Regions from separate parts of the Mus musculus genome. Here region 2 is linked to region 1. A link is a contact called in public promoter capture Hi-C data. All regions are on one chromosome and are shown on one strand. Each heading gives the region's core, a stretch centred on a gene start, on an enhancer-like site or on the middle of the called end of the contact. The rest is flanking DNA. Distances are from core to core; before and after follow the strand shown.

Region 1 (6,739 bases), core at 1,964-4,463:
CTCTGCTATTTTCCTTTGATTGAAATAAATTTCATATCCATACAATATACCCTGATTGTGGTTTTACACACACACCCCACACCGCTTCTCCCAGATTCTCTCCCCACCACCACCAAATTCTACACCATCCCTTTCTCTTTCTTGTCAGAAAACAGACACCTAAAAACTAATAATAACAGAAATATTTTAATAGCGCAATATGACAAAAGGAACAAACACGAACAAGAGACAATGAAAAAGTAAAAGAAGAAAAAGCACGCAGAGACACAAACATAAGTTTCATGAAACATACAACCATAAAGCACAATGTCTTAGTCAGGGTTTCTATTCCTGCACAAACATCATGACCAAGAAGCAAGTTGGGGAGGAAAGGGTTTATTCAGGCTTACATTTCCAAACTGCTGTTCATCACCAAAGGAAGTCAGGATTGGAACTCAAGCAGGTCAGGAAGCAGGAGCTGATGCAGAGGCCATGGAGGTGTGTTACTTACTGGCTTGCTTCCCCTGGCTTGCTCAGCTTGCTCTCTTATAGAACCCAAGACTACCAGCCCAGGGCACCACCCACGATGGGCCCTCCAACCCTTGATCACTAATTGAGAAAATGCCCTACAGCTGGATCTCATGGAGGCATTTTCTCAAGGGAGGCTCTTTTATCCGTGATATCTCCAGCTTATGTCAAATTCACACAAAACCAGCCAGTACACATAATATATATATAAAACAACTATAAGGTTTAAAAAGAGAAGGAAGGAGGAGAAGGAACAGGAGGAAAAAAAGAAAGAGAAAAGAAGCCCTGAGACAAATAACCTTCCAAAATTGCCATTGAGTTAGTTTTGTATTGATCATCTACTGCTGAGCGTGTGGCCTGTCCTAAGCATGTTTTCTATAACCAGTGAACTCTGTTGGAGTAAACTAAGTTTTCATTTGTAAGCAGTTACCAGTTGGAGACATATTCTGGGTAAGGGTTGGGGAGGGGGAGTCTTCATACAAGGATACCCCACTCCCTTGTCTCTCTAGTCTCAGGTTCTTGGCCACCCAAGCACGGTTGGGTATGAGTTCCATCTCCTGGAGCAGGACTTAAATCCAATCAAATACTAGCTGGTTATTCCTACAATGCTTGTAGCATTACTGCCCCATTGTATCTTGCAGGCAGGTCACAATTACAAGTGGAAGGGTTTGTAGCTGGGTCGGTTTTTACCTTTCTTCTTCAGAAACATCCCACGTACCTTCCAGTAACCATGAACACTGGTCCATAGGAGTGAAGTCCCAGTGTCGGCAAGAGCACCACTTCTCCATCTTCAGTGAGTTGTGTAGGTGTTGTCTTTACCGGAATGGCTTCTCTGTCATCTAGTGGAGAGCCACCAATACCTTTGACAATAGCTTGAGTTGTTTGGGGCTTCTATGGGACCCTTTGAACAATAACTACATTAACTATAACCTATCCATGGACTTGGAAGTTTCATTTAATTGAGGGATGTGCAGGTAGGGCTCTGTTTCCTCATTATTTGGTGATTTCAGTTAGATCACTTTCATATATGTGTACATTTTAGAAGCTTCTACTGTATTGGGTTTCTATATGACTCCTCAAATGGCTTTAAGTGTCCCTCTTCAACCCCCCCCCTCCTGCTTTCTACCTTCTCCTTCTTTGATCACCCCTCCTTGTCGTGGCTTGAATGAGAACAGTCTCTACAGGCTCATAGACTTGAACCCTTGATCCCCAAGGAGTAGCTATTTTAAAAGATTAAGAGGTATGCCTGGTAAGGAGTGTTTCGGTGGTCACTGGGATTCCTGGGTTAGAAAGTGTTTCTAGGTATTGGGAGCTGTCCCGAGAAATGGGAATGGGCTAGATAGGAGTGGTGGAACTGAGAGAGTACACTGGAGGGAGGGTAGCCTGCCTGTTCTCCTGGCAGGAGCAAAGTGGTTCCCTGTAAATAGAGGCAGAGATCTAGGAGGGGCCCCAGGCAGGTGGTCAGCTACAGGTCTGGGGATGATTGGAAGGCAGGAAGGAAAGTGAAGATTGCATTGGCTACTCAGGCAGGTATGGCCAGAGGGTTTACAGGGAGTACCTCCAGGGGTTAGAGACTGAGATAAAGGGATTCAGTGAGGAGAAGTTCTGCATTATCCTGTGGGAAATGGGGGCTGAGAGAACTTTGTGGCAGCAGCAAATGGTCTTCTACAAAGCTGAGGATAAGACTGGCGACTTGGAATTGGAAAACAGAGAGTGAAGAACTATCTGATTCACGGGCTGGTGTGGAAAGGGTTTTTAAACTGAGTAGTTGCTTTTATCATAGCCTGTGGTAGCTTTATCATAGCCTGGGGTAACTGCTTTCTAATTTTATTTTGTATCTTCAGCTTCATTGCTGATTTACACCAACTTGAATTAGAGAAATTTAGACGGGGGTCGGGGGATTGATGCCCCCCATTAAAGCCCTTTGTTCTAACAGGCTGTGAAAAAGACTTCAAAACAATGTCTTTACAATTAAGAGTGCGCCTGTAGCTGATTGCACTGAACCTAATCCCCCACACTCGTTTGACACAGAAATCTTGTCTTCGCACTGTTTAAGCCGCCAGCAGAGAAGAAACTAGAATCAAGTGGCGTCTCTCAGTCACGAGTTATGATTTCAATAAATAAAACCCTGATGGATGGCATATTTCGTTCTGTAGATGACAGTGAATTCAAATTTTCCTGTTCACAGTGCCGGGTAAACCCAACTTCTGATGAACCTCACTGCTGGTGATAACAGTGTTCTTACCTAGAACGTTCTCTATCCCCAAACTATCATTGTTCCAAGTCGTTTAAAAACAAATTGTAAACAGGTGTCACTCTACCTCGCATGACCTGTCTTCTGATTACTTTTATTTAAAAATAAAAATAAAGATCCGCAGGTCTGGAACGGGGAATAGCTTTTCCTTTCTTTCTTTTTTTAAAAGATAAAGAATCGGGGAGGGACCAGGGAGTAGCAAAGTTGGATTGAAAGGGAGAAATGAAAAGAGTGTGACGGGGGCTCAGAAAGGTGTATGGAGGGCACTGTCGCCTCTGCCCCCGCTGCCCGCGCCAGCCTGCCATTGGCCGCGCCGCCCAGCACCCGGGAGGCGCCGTTCTGCGCGCCGCCGCCCCTCGCTCCCCGCCGGCTGGGCTCCGCGCGCGCCTCCGAGCGCTCCGAGGAGAAGCGCAGACCTGGCAGCAGCGTCCGTTGGCGCGCGCCGCCCTCCTGCGCCCGTGCCAACCATGGGGCCAACTCGCAACTCTTAGGGCTCTGCCTCAGACCAAGGGAGATCAACGGAGCTGCGAGCAGAAGCCAAGATGAGTTTCCGCAAGGAGGACGGTGTGAGCAGCCTGTGCCAGAAGGCGCTGCACATCATCACCGAGCTGTGCTTCGCGGGTCAGGTGGAGTGGGACAAGTGTTCGGGCATCTTTCCAGCCGATAGGAGCGGCCAGGGAGGAGGTGGCACAGGTAAGGGGATCCGCTTGCGCTTCCCGGGACAAGGGGCATTTTCGGGGCTGACTTCCTGGCTGGAGCTTATCTTGCCGGGCCTCGGGGGACTTGCTCGCTGGATTTGTTGCCTGCACCTGCTAGGTCTCTGCTCCCAGGCTGCTCTCGCGCTCTCCCACCTGCTGCTCTGGCGTCCCAGGGACTCGGTGCTCTAGCTTGTCCTGCAGGGTGTAGCAGAATCACCCAGCCTGGCAGGAGAATCTGCGCTTGGCCTCAAGGAACCTAGTTCTAGAGGGAAGGCTGTGTCGTCAAGCCCCAAACGCAGGAAGGATCCCTCAGCTCTAACTTTCAGATGCAACCTGTCGAGCTCTTCAAAGCTTCCAATGCCTTTTATAATGCATATGTAATTTTCTAGCGCTTCTTGGCTACCGTGGCGAAAGGGTAGGGACTATTGACACCAGGCACTCAGGACACTTGTCAAAAAAATGGAAAAGAGATTTTAAATCCTTTCCAGTTGCGTCCAGAACCTTGGAAGCAAATATCAGGGGGAAGAGATGTAATCAGATGACCCCAGGGTCACTTGATCGCTTTAGGAGATGCACTGGCTCCGTGCGTGGGGGGGTCTTGTCTCATTCACTTTGTTTTCTCGAGTCATTTTGGTCTCCAGGCAAGGGTTTCTACCTTCTGGGTAGCCAGGGCAACAGGTAAGCGCAACCGCAACGTCAGGCTCAGGAGAGAAGTGCAGAAGATGAAAGAAGAGTTATGGTTTCACCATCGACCCTAAGAGCTAGACAAAGGAAGGGAGAGTCTGGTGGGATGGGAATGGGTCTGGTTTAGCTGTGTCTTTGGGTTGTTTACATTGACTGTCTCCAAGGTTTCCAAATGCTCTGCTGATGGCAACAGAAGCAGGGCGGGGGGGGGGGGGGGGGCAGGGGGGGTTGTCTGAGCTTATCAGAACCAGGGACTCTTGAAGCAGAATGATACATTGTTGTTGCTGTCAGTGTGATAGAAGCGTCTTTTTTTTTTAAATGTATAAACACAACCAAAGCCATTTAAACCGCGTGTGTGAGTGTGTGTGTGTGTGTGTGTGTGTGTGATGCAAAGGATGTAAAAAAAAAAAAAAATCAAAGTGCTGCTGCTACTGTAAAGACCTCTGTAAACCGAGTAAGCTCGTCTAAAATGCCTTTAAGTGAACATTAAGCCTAGGTTCAGAGTGGAGGAAGTGAGAACACTTAATTCTAAGGACATGTATTTGATCACCAATAGTCAATGCAGAGGCCATACCCCTAATTCTTATTCTTTCTTGGCCCTTGCGATTACACACGAAGAGGTGGTTTCCTGGCTCTCATTGGCTAACAGTGTTAGAAATTGCATGACAAATGGACGCTAAAACAGGTTCGGTTCTCGACTGTCCAAAATGTGTAATTGTGTTAATTCGAGGTATGTAAATTTCATGGTATGTAAATGGCAGTAAGAGTTCTGAGGTTTTCATAATCACTACAGTGCTTAACTGTAGTCCTAATTCTCATTAGACATTCATTTGGGGGAGAGAAGGGGATGAAGAAAAATGACTCTAAAACAATTCAGTATTTTTCTTTCTTTAAGGACAATACGTACTATTAAAGTGGGAGATCCTGTCTGATATGTGAACATAGACAGTAGCTCTCACTAGAGAAAGACAGTCCACAAATTACTCATGACATTCGAAGATAAAGGAGAGTCCTCTGCTTTTTCATTTGTAAACTGTGAAATCAGTTAAAAGCAAAGGGTTCTGAGTTTAGTGCTCCGATATTAATGGATAATAGAAGCAGACTTGATGGTTATTTGCTAAATGTTTAATTATATCAGCTAGCTACTCAGATGCCTGCTGTTCTGTGGATTTTCTCACAACGTGGGCCCTTTTTTATGGCTCCTGCATGAAAGCACTTCCAACGGTTGCTGTTGACTGCATTGTAGGTGACTTTTATTGATATGATAGTGGTTCACTTTTAAAGTAACCGGTGCGTTATAGCTAACAGTGTTCTTTTTACATTGCAGTGACAATCTTGAGATTTGAAATTGCATCACTCTTCAATCTGTCACCCAGTAACAGCAAGAGAAAGATTCATGTAATCCCAGACAAAGTCATTGCCACAGGAAGGGAGTTAGAAATCTAGTATATCACTAGGACAGAGATGCGGCCCTGGAGGGTCCACCGTCCAGCCAATCAAGCTCAGGTATTGGTGAAATGTTGGAGATTTAGACTGTAGTGACTAATGCTAACTAAACTGCCCTTCTTAGATGCTTAGTAAAAGTCATTAGATGAATCAACAGTACTCCATAGAATACAATGTAGTATAACAATACTATGAGGTGCGCCATGTGTACATTTATTTTAGGTATTTTCCTCATTTACATTTCCAATGCTATCCCAAAAGTCCCCCATACACTCCCCCAACTCCCCTACCCACCCACTCCCACTTTTTGGCCCTGGCGTTCCCCTGTACTGGGGCATATAAAGTTTGCAAGTCCAATGGGCCTCTCTTTCCAGTGATGGCCATCTTTTGATACATATGCAGCTAGAGTCAAGAGCTCCGGGGTACTGGTTAGTTCATTTTTAAAAAAACTAGATGTGAGAGAAGCTTAAAAACAAAAGACATTGAATGACCCCAAAATCGATATGTTACCCTATAAAGTCATTTAGTGCACAACATGATATAACCAAGAGAGCTTATGGGAAATGCAAAGAAATAGGTTCCTCTTGGGGGTTATTTCTAAGATATACTATAATAGTATATACAGTATACATAATCATTTTTAGCTGGTTTTATGCTCATTTCTGGACAGGTTTTGACAGTTGCATAAATGTTTATCAAGTTTAAGAACCTTATATTGCTTGGAAGTCAGAGCTCCAGATCCACCACTAAGCAAGGCCATTGAAGTTCACAGCCACATGCCACAGCTGTGGATAACTAACCCTAATATAAATATTTTAATAAGCATCTAATTCATCCATGTTCAGATTTGTTTTGTACAATTTTAATATGGGAAAACAGATTCTTAAAAAAAATTAGACAAATTATTCCAAGTTCATTCTATCCTTTAGAAGTGCTATTATTCAGCAAATATTTATCAAAAAATTTTCTTTCTAATGGGCAGTAATATGCTTAATGTGCACATTAAGCCCATAAATGTATGTCTAGAAAAACCTGACATGCATTCTAAAGTCTCAACAGATACTTGCTGAGTGAGTGAAGTGTCACGTAGTAAATGAACTTAGCTTATAGAAATTCTAAGAAAACTGGGAATCTCTGTATAAAAGAGTTT
Region 2 (6,739 bases), core at 1,999-4,498, 340 kb before region 1:
TCCTTTGTCTAGCTTTACATAGGCTATTGGGATCTGAACTCAAATTCCTGACATAGCAAGTGCATTACCCACTGATCCATCTCCTGAGTCCTCAATGTAGTCTTATTTTCTAAAATATTGTGAGCATTCTGAAATGCACAGAACAGATGTACCTGGATACATACAGGCATCCACAGTCATGAATGATGCTCAGGACCGTGATAATCTATGATTCTGTCTGTTCTTATTTCCATGCATTCCTCAGACTCCCACTGGGAGGCATCAACAGGCTCCTTCTAATCTCCAGCTCCACTAGTGGCTGCATTATCTATCCCCTTCCGATGTGTCTGATAGACAAGTAATTAACTTCTAAGTGTGAGGTAATAAGCAACCAATTGCAGACCAGACCAGGGTGTTTTCAAAGGGATGATATTAATAAAGGAAGCAGTGACCAAGGATTCTTGGAAAGAAGCTGTGCCTGCAAATGCTGATTGACTGATTACAACTTCAGGGGTATGGGCAGGATGGGATGCTCTGGCCCAGAGCCTAATTACCAGTTATCTTGAGCTATCTTAAGTTCCCTAAATAGCCATTCCTTGTCCCCCCACCCTGTGTCAGGCTTAACATTCTGTCAGTGAAAGATAAAGTCTGACCCAATAACCTAACAGATTAAAAGAAACCTTTTTGGAAAGTATTAGCTTAACATTATCCTAGCTTTCCACCAATTAAGGGCTAACGGTATTCTTAGATACATCTTAGACCCAGAGCCTAGATATCTCTACTGGCTGTAACCTGTCCCTTATATATTAAAAAATATTTCCATCAATATATTTTAAAACACTTGTTCTGTTACTATAAAAAAAACTGTATGAAACATCTTACATATTGGAACGTGAGACCTTGGGCCACCTAAATCTATATTCCTGGGCCATAGTCACTGATATTTGGCTCCAGAATAAACTATCTCTTACTTCCTTTGATGTGAAAGCTATGTTTCTGTGTCAGGAAAGCCTTCCATTAGTGTAAGTGGCTTAAAACCGATTCATATTAAAAATTCAGTTCAATACTCATTAGTTGATACAATCTATAACTAGACCTCAGATCAAACACTTGACCTAACACACTCATTCACTCACTCACTCACTCACTCACTCGCTCACTCATCTTTAACTTTTAGCAAGATTAAAGGCCACTTCCTTTTGGTCGCCCACCCCTTTATAACAAAGCTCAGTGCAATGTCACCCAAAAATGACATTTATGGCAGAATGCTAATTATGTGAGCAATAAGCATAGGTATTCAAAAAACCCTACATCCCCTCCGCCCCCCCCCCCCCCCCCCGCCAATCATATGAGTCATCGCTGTTCTTGTAGAGCAAGATGCCATCAGGTGAAAAGCAAACCCTGACTAAGACATCAGCAGCACCCATGAGCCAGCCATGAGCAATTATGACAATCTTGTGTGTCAAGTAGTGCTTCTAGATTAGAGATGCAGGGCCCAACCATTGATGAGCAGTGAGGAGTCCAGACGCCTCCCCTTTCTCTTCAAATTCTCAACTGTGCATCTCCATGCTTAATCAATGGCAGTCAGTGTTGCTAATCTGAATCTTATTTGGGGTGCACATTTCTAACTGGGCGGCTGACAAAAATAACCCGTTGTGACTCAAACCTCACATTGCTTGCTTTAGTCAAGGAAGCTGAAGGAAAGGCACAGTGCAATGCACAGTGTCCTTTCCTTAAATTGGCATTTTAGATAGGTTTGCAAAAGCTATCCACAATTGCATAAACAACAGCCACAACAACAACAACAACAATGAAGGTATTGCAGCCTATAAGTTTTCTGCAGTAGTTTTGCACCCATTGCCCAGGGGACTAGAGAATCAGAAAAAGGAAGGACTCCCATGTAAGATACGAAGAATGACTTAAAAAAAAAAACAGTAGTCTAACGTGCATGGTGGAGACTTGTGACCACAAAATCAGTAAAGCAGCGAGTGCTGAGAGACCCGTCTATTGTGTAGAACCTTTAGGATCATAAATTGGGCCTAAAATAAGCATTTAAAAAAATCTTTTTTTTTTTTTTTTTTTTTTTTTTTGGAGACAGGGTTTCTCTGTGTAGCCCTGGCTGTCCTGGAACTCACTCTGTAGACCAGGCTGGCCTCGAACTCAGAAATCCACCTGCCTCTGTCTCCCAAGTGCTGGGATTAAAGGTGTGTGACACCACTGCCTGGCTTAAAAAAATCTTTTAATACTTGAGATTTGGGTCATGAATAGAAGCAAAACAGACTATCATGATGAACACAGAAGTTGACTTGCCATTTAATAACTCAATGGTCTAGGGAACTGGGTGACTACAGCTAGCATCTGCAGTGCCTGTACACACACACACACACACACACACACACACACACGCACACACACACACACACACACACACACATACACACACATACACACACACACACACACACACACACACACATACACGCACACGCACACACACACACACACATACACACACACACACACACACACACACACACACACACGCACACTTTCTTTTAAAGTTCTAAGAAAAATAGCCAGAACAGTTAATTTTTTTATTCTGTTTTCAAATTGCAATTATTCTATCTAGTGATATTGAATAGCAAGTTTTTTTCATATGTCTGGTATTAATAATTGCTGCATGAGCAGCCCACAGATATTTAAGCAAATCAGGGTAAGCTCCCTGGTTTGGCTATCCTTCAGAATTCTTGTCTGTATGAGCAAACATTCCCAGTGATTAAGTCAGTGAATTGGGCAAAAGCGAAATTCTAATTGAAATTGCTAAGCGCAAACTATAATATACTCTTCTCATATATTTCAAAGCACTCACTCGTGAGAAACAAAGAGATACACAACTGGCCCTGTTCATTCTTGGAAAATCAATTTTGATTCGGGACATTTTTAGGTCAACTGCAGAGACACAGATGCTGAGTGATTTCTTTTATAACCGCAAGGGTAAGCATCTCACTTTACAGATGGCCATCCTGCTTGGCTTACTTCACTTCTAAATAAGATGCCTAGCATACCACGCTCCTGTGTTGTATGCCGGCCCGTGGTCTACTTGAATTGGGTACACCTGGGAGGCAGGCTAGGGCTGAAAAAGACTTAGATGTCGAGAGAGATATAATGAAGCCAAGAAGATTCCCCGTTTAAGGCTCACTAAGAGAGTGTGCTTATAAGGGGGAAGACCCATCGCCCCGACAGTCCATTCTTGGTGTCTGGAGCCAGCCTGTTGGCATGCAGGATAAGATGTTCCTCCAGAATATCTCAGGGGCCTCTCAGCAGGTAGCAGTGTCTTGGAGGAGAGCAGTGGCAGGTGACAGAACAATAGAGCCATCTAAGTCGAAAGGCTCCACCCTAGGTAATCTCCTTAGTGGCAGCAAGGTCAAAGTCTGGATCAGCCTGCTTCGAGGCTGGGGGAGGCTACACTCCTGACTATTCCCAGTTCCTTATGTGTTATTACCATTGGACTCTACTTTTGCCGTCATTTGAATGTACCTGTGCCCTGGTTTCCCCCTCTTGGAGGGAGATATTATTCAACTTATTTATTATTTATTTATTTATTTATTTATTTGTTTGTTTGTTTGTTTATTTTATAGAAGCCCAGGATGGAGAGGCTTGGAAGTTTTCAGGATACTTTGGATGGTTAGTGACACTTTCAAATTTTAGAAAGAGATCAAAGGGATACACATTGGAAAGAAAGAAGTCAAAATATAGCTATTTGCAGATGATATAATTATTTACATAAGGGACCCCAAAAAATTCTACCAGAGAACTCTTACAGTTGATGAACATCCCCAGCACACTGACTGGATACAAAATCAACTCAAAAACAAAAAGGCTACAATGTTAAACAGGCTGAAGGAGAAATGAGGGAAGCAGCACTCTTCACAATAGCTACAATGTAAAATATCTTGTGACTGAGCAAGTGAGAGACCTGTATATCAAGAACTTCAGCAGGGGCGTGGTGGCACACTCCTTTAATCCCAGCACTCAGGAGGCTGAGGCAGTTGGATTTCTGAGTTCAAGGCCAGCCTGGTCTACAAAGTGAGTTCCAGGACAGCCAGGGCCACACAGAGAAACCCTGTCTCAAAAAACCAAAAACATACAAACAAACAAACAAACAAAAGTCTTTGAAGAAAGGAATTAAAGAAGATGTCAGAAGATGGAAAGATTTCTCACATTTGGGTAGAGGGAATCTTAACTGAAAAAATATATATCTTCATGATATTCACCTGTAGGCAAATCTGTAGTGTATTTTCTTGATTGATGCTTGATTGTTGGGAAGGACTAGGCCCACTGTGGGTGGTGCCACCCTCGGGCAGGTGATCCTGGGTGCTATAAGAAAGCAAACTGAGTAAACCAGGAGGAGCAAGGCAATACACAGAGCTTCTTCATGATGTATGCTTCAGTTCCTGCCTGCAGGTTTCTGCTTTGACTTCCTGCCTTGACTTCCAACAGTCAAGAGTTTGACCTAAGAGTTGTAAGAAGAAATAAATCCTTCCCTCCCCAAATTGCTTTTGGTCACTATTGCATTGATAGAAATCCAAACTAAGAGAAGTCTAAAATACTCTGACATTTTGACAGAGAGCTAAGAAGCTAAGGTATGCAATAGTTCTGATTTATGGCTGTATTCAGCCCTTTCTCCTTTATGCTCTTTGTCACAGAGGTCATTTTAGATCAGGTGGTATAGAGTTTCCTGCCACTCCATAAAAGGACATAAAAGTCAGATACTTTTCTTTGTGGGATCTCTGAAGATGCTCTCCTCTGAGCCTTCCTCCGTCACCCTGTTCACGACTACTATCTTTCCAACTTTATTTACTTTATTTAAAGATCTCATCTCTTCTCTGTTTTAAAGGGAGGCCCCTCTTTCCCTTTAAGGCCATTCTCCTGCTTTCTCTAATATAAAACACTGTCTTTCAAATGCTCTCCTACCTCAAGGCCCAATCCTGGCTCCCATGATTTTGAGGGACTCTCTTCTAATTAAGTTCATTCCTAAAGGTGGTTTTTATGTTAGCTCCCTTTTCAAAGAAACTTCAGTCATCCTCTCTCTAGCTAACATTTTCCAAATCTCATCCTAACAAATGAGAAACATAAGGTGTTTTTGTTAGTTGTACACTTCCCTTTCTGACTCTGAGTGTTTAGAAAGAGTCATCTCAAAGACATTGCTAATTGTGGCCTTGAAGCTGATAAGGCACTCTCTTGGAAATAACTGGTTATTGTACATTCTCAGGAGTCATTTTCTTTCATCAAGGTATTGGAATCACTTATAGCCTGGTAAATCTCAAGTCTAAAGATGGTTCTATTAAAATGTGGTTACTTTGTAGTCTAACTTGACCTTTCTGGATAAAAACAAGAGGAACTAGCTTTTAAAAGTATTCAAGGAAGAAGTCTAATGAAGGCATTTTCTAGAGGCAAAATATGTGAAAAAATCACGGACACCACTGTGGAGTAGCAATTACAGAATAGCACTTGAGACCTTCCTGTTCTTCATAATCAAATCTCTATTTAACTCTATCCCATTGGGACATATCTCTGACTAAGCCTTTGTATGTGTGTGTGTTAGTCTTGTACTGTGTATGCCTGCAAAACATGCTGAACACGTATGAAAAAGTAACTATGAATGTGTCCGATGTCCTATGAATGATCATATTGAATACAGCAACCCTCTCTAGCCACTTCCATACATTTTACAGTATTTCTTTGTAACACCCTTCTTCCTTCCCTCCTCACTCTTTCCTTACATCTTCATGCAACCACTATTCTGATTTTTGAGACCATAGGTTGGTTTCGGTTCTCTTGAAGTTTCGAGAAGTGGGCACACAGCATGTGCTCTCTTGTGTGTATGGCTCCTCTCATTCACTGTTATTCTGATACCCATCCATTCTGTCATACCTTAGCAGTAGTCTACTCAATCCTTCATGTTGCTTAGTAGTAGATCACCGACTCTATTTATCAAAAACGTGTTTATTTGTTTACCACTGCACCTGTTGTTGTGATAAAATACCAAGACCGGGAGTGGCTGCCCATTTCATTCACCTCCAACTCTTGGTGAACATTTTGGTTTGGGAAGACTTTAATAAAGCTATGAGGAGCTTGGATGGTATAAGTCTCTGTGAACATGTATTTTCATTCCAAAAGGAAAGGTGACAAGCATCCAGGAATAGAACATCTGGATCATATATACTTATGATCTTATATACATCTGGCCAGTATATACTTAACATTGCAAGAGACTGCCATGCTGTTTTCCAAAATAATTTTATTGTATTGTATGCCAAAGAATAGCACATAAAAATAGTTTTTCTGCATTGTATGTTAATTATTCTAATAATGTTAGTTCACAGATAATTGTGGTTTTAATATACATCTTCTAATGAGTAGCAAGCGTCTAAATATTCTATTCAATGAAATGTTTTTGTATAAGACCCAAAGAGCCTTACGTCTAGGATGTCCCACTCACAGAAACACAAAGATGGAGATCAATGTAATAAAGAAGAGGTTTATTGATCCGGTACACCTGCATTCAGGGCAGAGGCAACCCGAATCTCATTATCTGCACCTGCCTTGTGGTAGTAAAGCTTGCTTTGCTGGGTCATTCCGGGAAGGGAGTGTTCCTCACAGCTAGTCTAGCAAGGTCTTTTAGTGGTTATTTTATGTTCTCTAAGGTCACACATTCCCACATTTGTTGTTTAAACTTTTAAAAGTTTGTTTGACAGCT

The links. Promoter capture Hi-C pulls out the DNA fragments that hold promoters and counts their contacts.
Region 2: a promoter capture Hi-C map of embryonic stem cells shows a contact between it and region 1, with 2.9 times the contacts expected there. The contact joins the enhancer-like site here to the promoter of Syt10 in region 1. A contact is called at or near these places in 7 of 39 promoter capture datasets (the HPC-7 cell line, the SN4741 cell line, cranial neural crest and 3 more) and 4 of 115 datasets of contacts at active chromatin or transcription factors (embryonic stem cells, forebrain and stem cell-derived neural progenitor cells).

The regions. Positions count from the first base shown.
Region 1 is chr15:89,838,334-89,845,072 of GRCm38.p6, reverse strand. Syt10 (synaptotagmin X) reads left to right here and starts at 3,213. Exons shown (of 7, transcript NM_018803.2): 1 at 3,213-3,454. The coding sequence starts at 3,304.
Region 2 is chr15:90,179,825-90,186,563 of GRCm38.p6, reverse strand. No RefSeq gene overlaps it. Among named protein-coding and RNA genes, the nearest start is that of Alg10b, 41 kb to the left of the region's middle. Within about 2 kb of position 3,248, at least 6 of the 459 cell types and tissues checked have an H3K27ac peak or open chromatin away from gene starts, as enhancers often do. A contact at or near this core is called in embryonic stem cells, where this site is marked.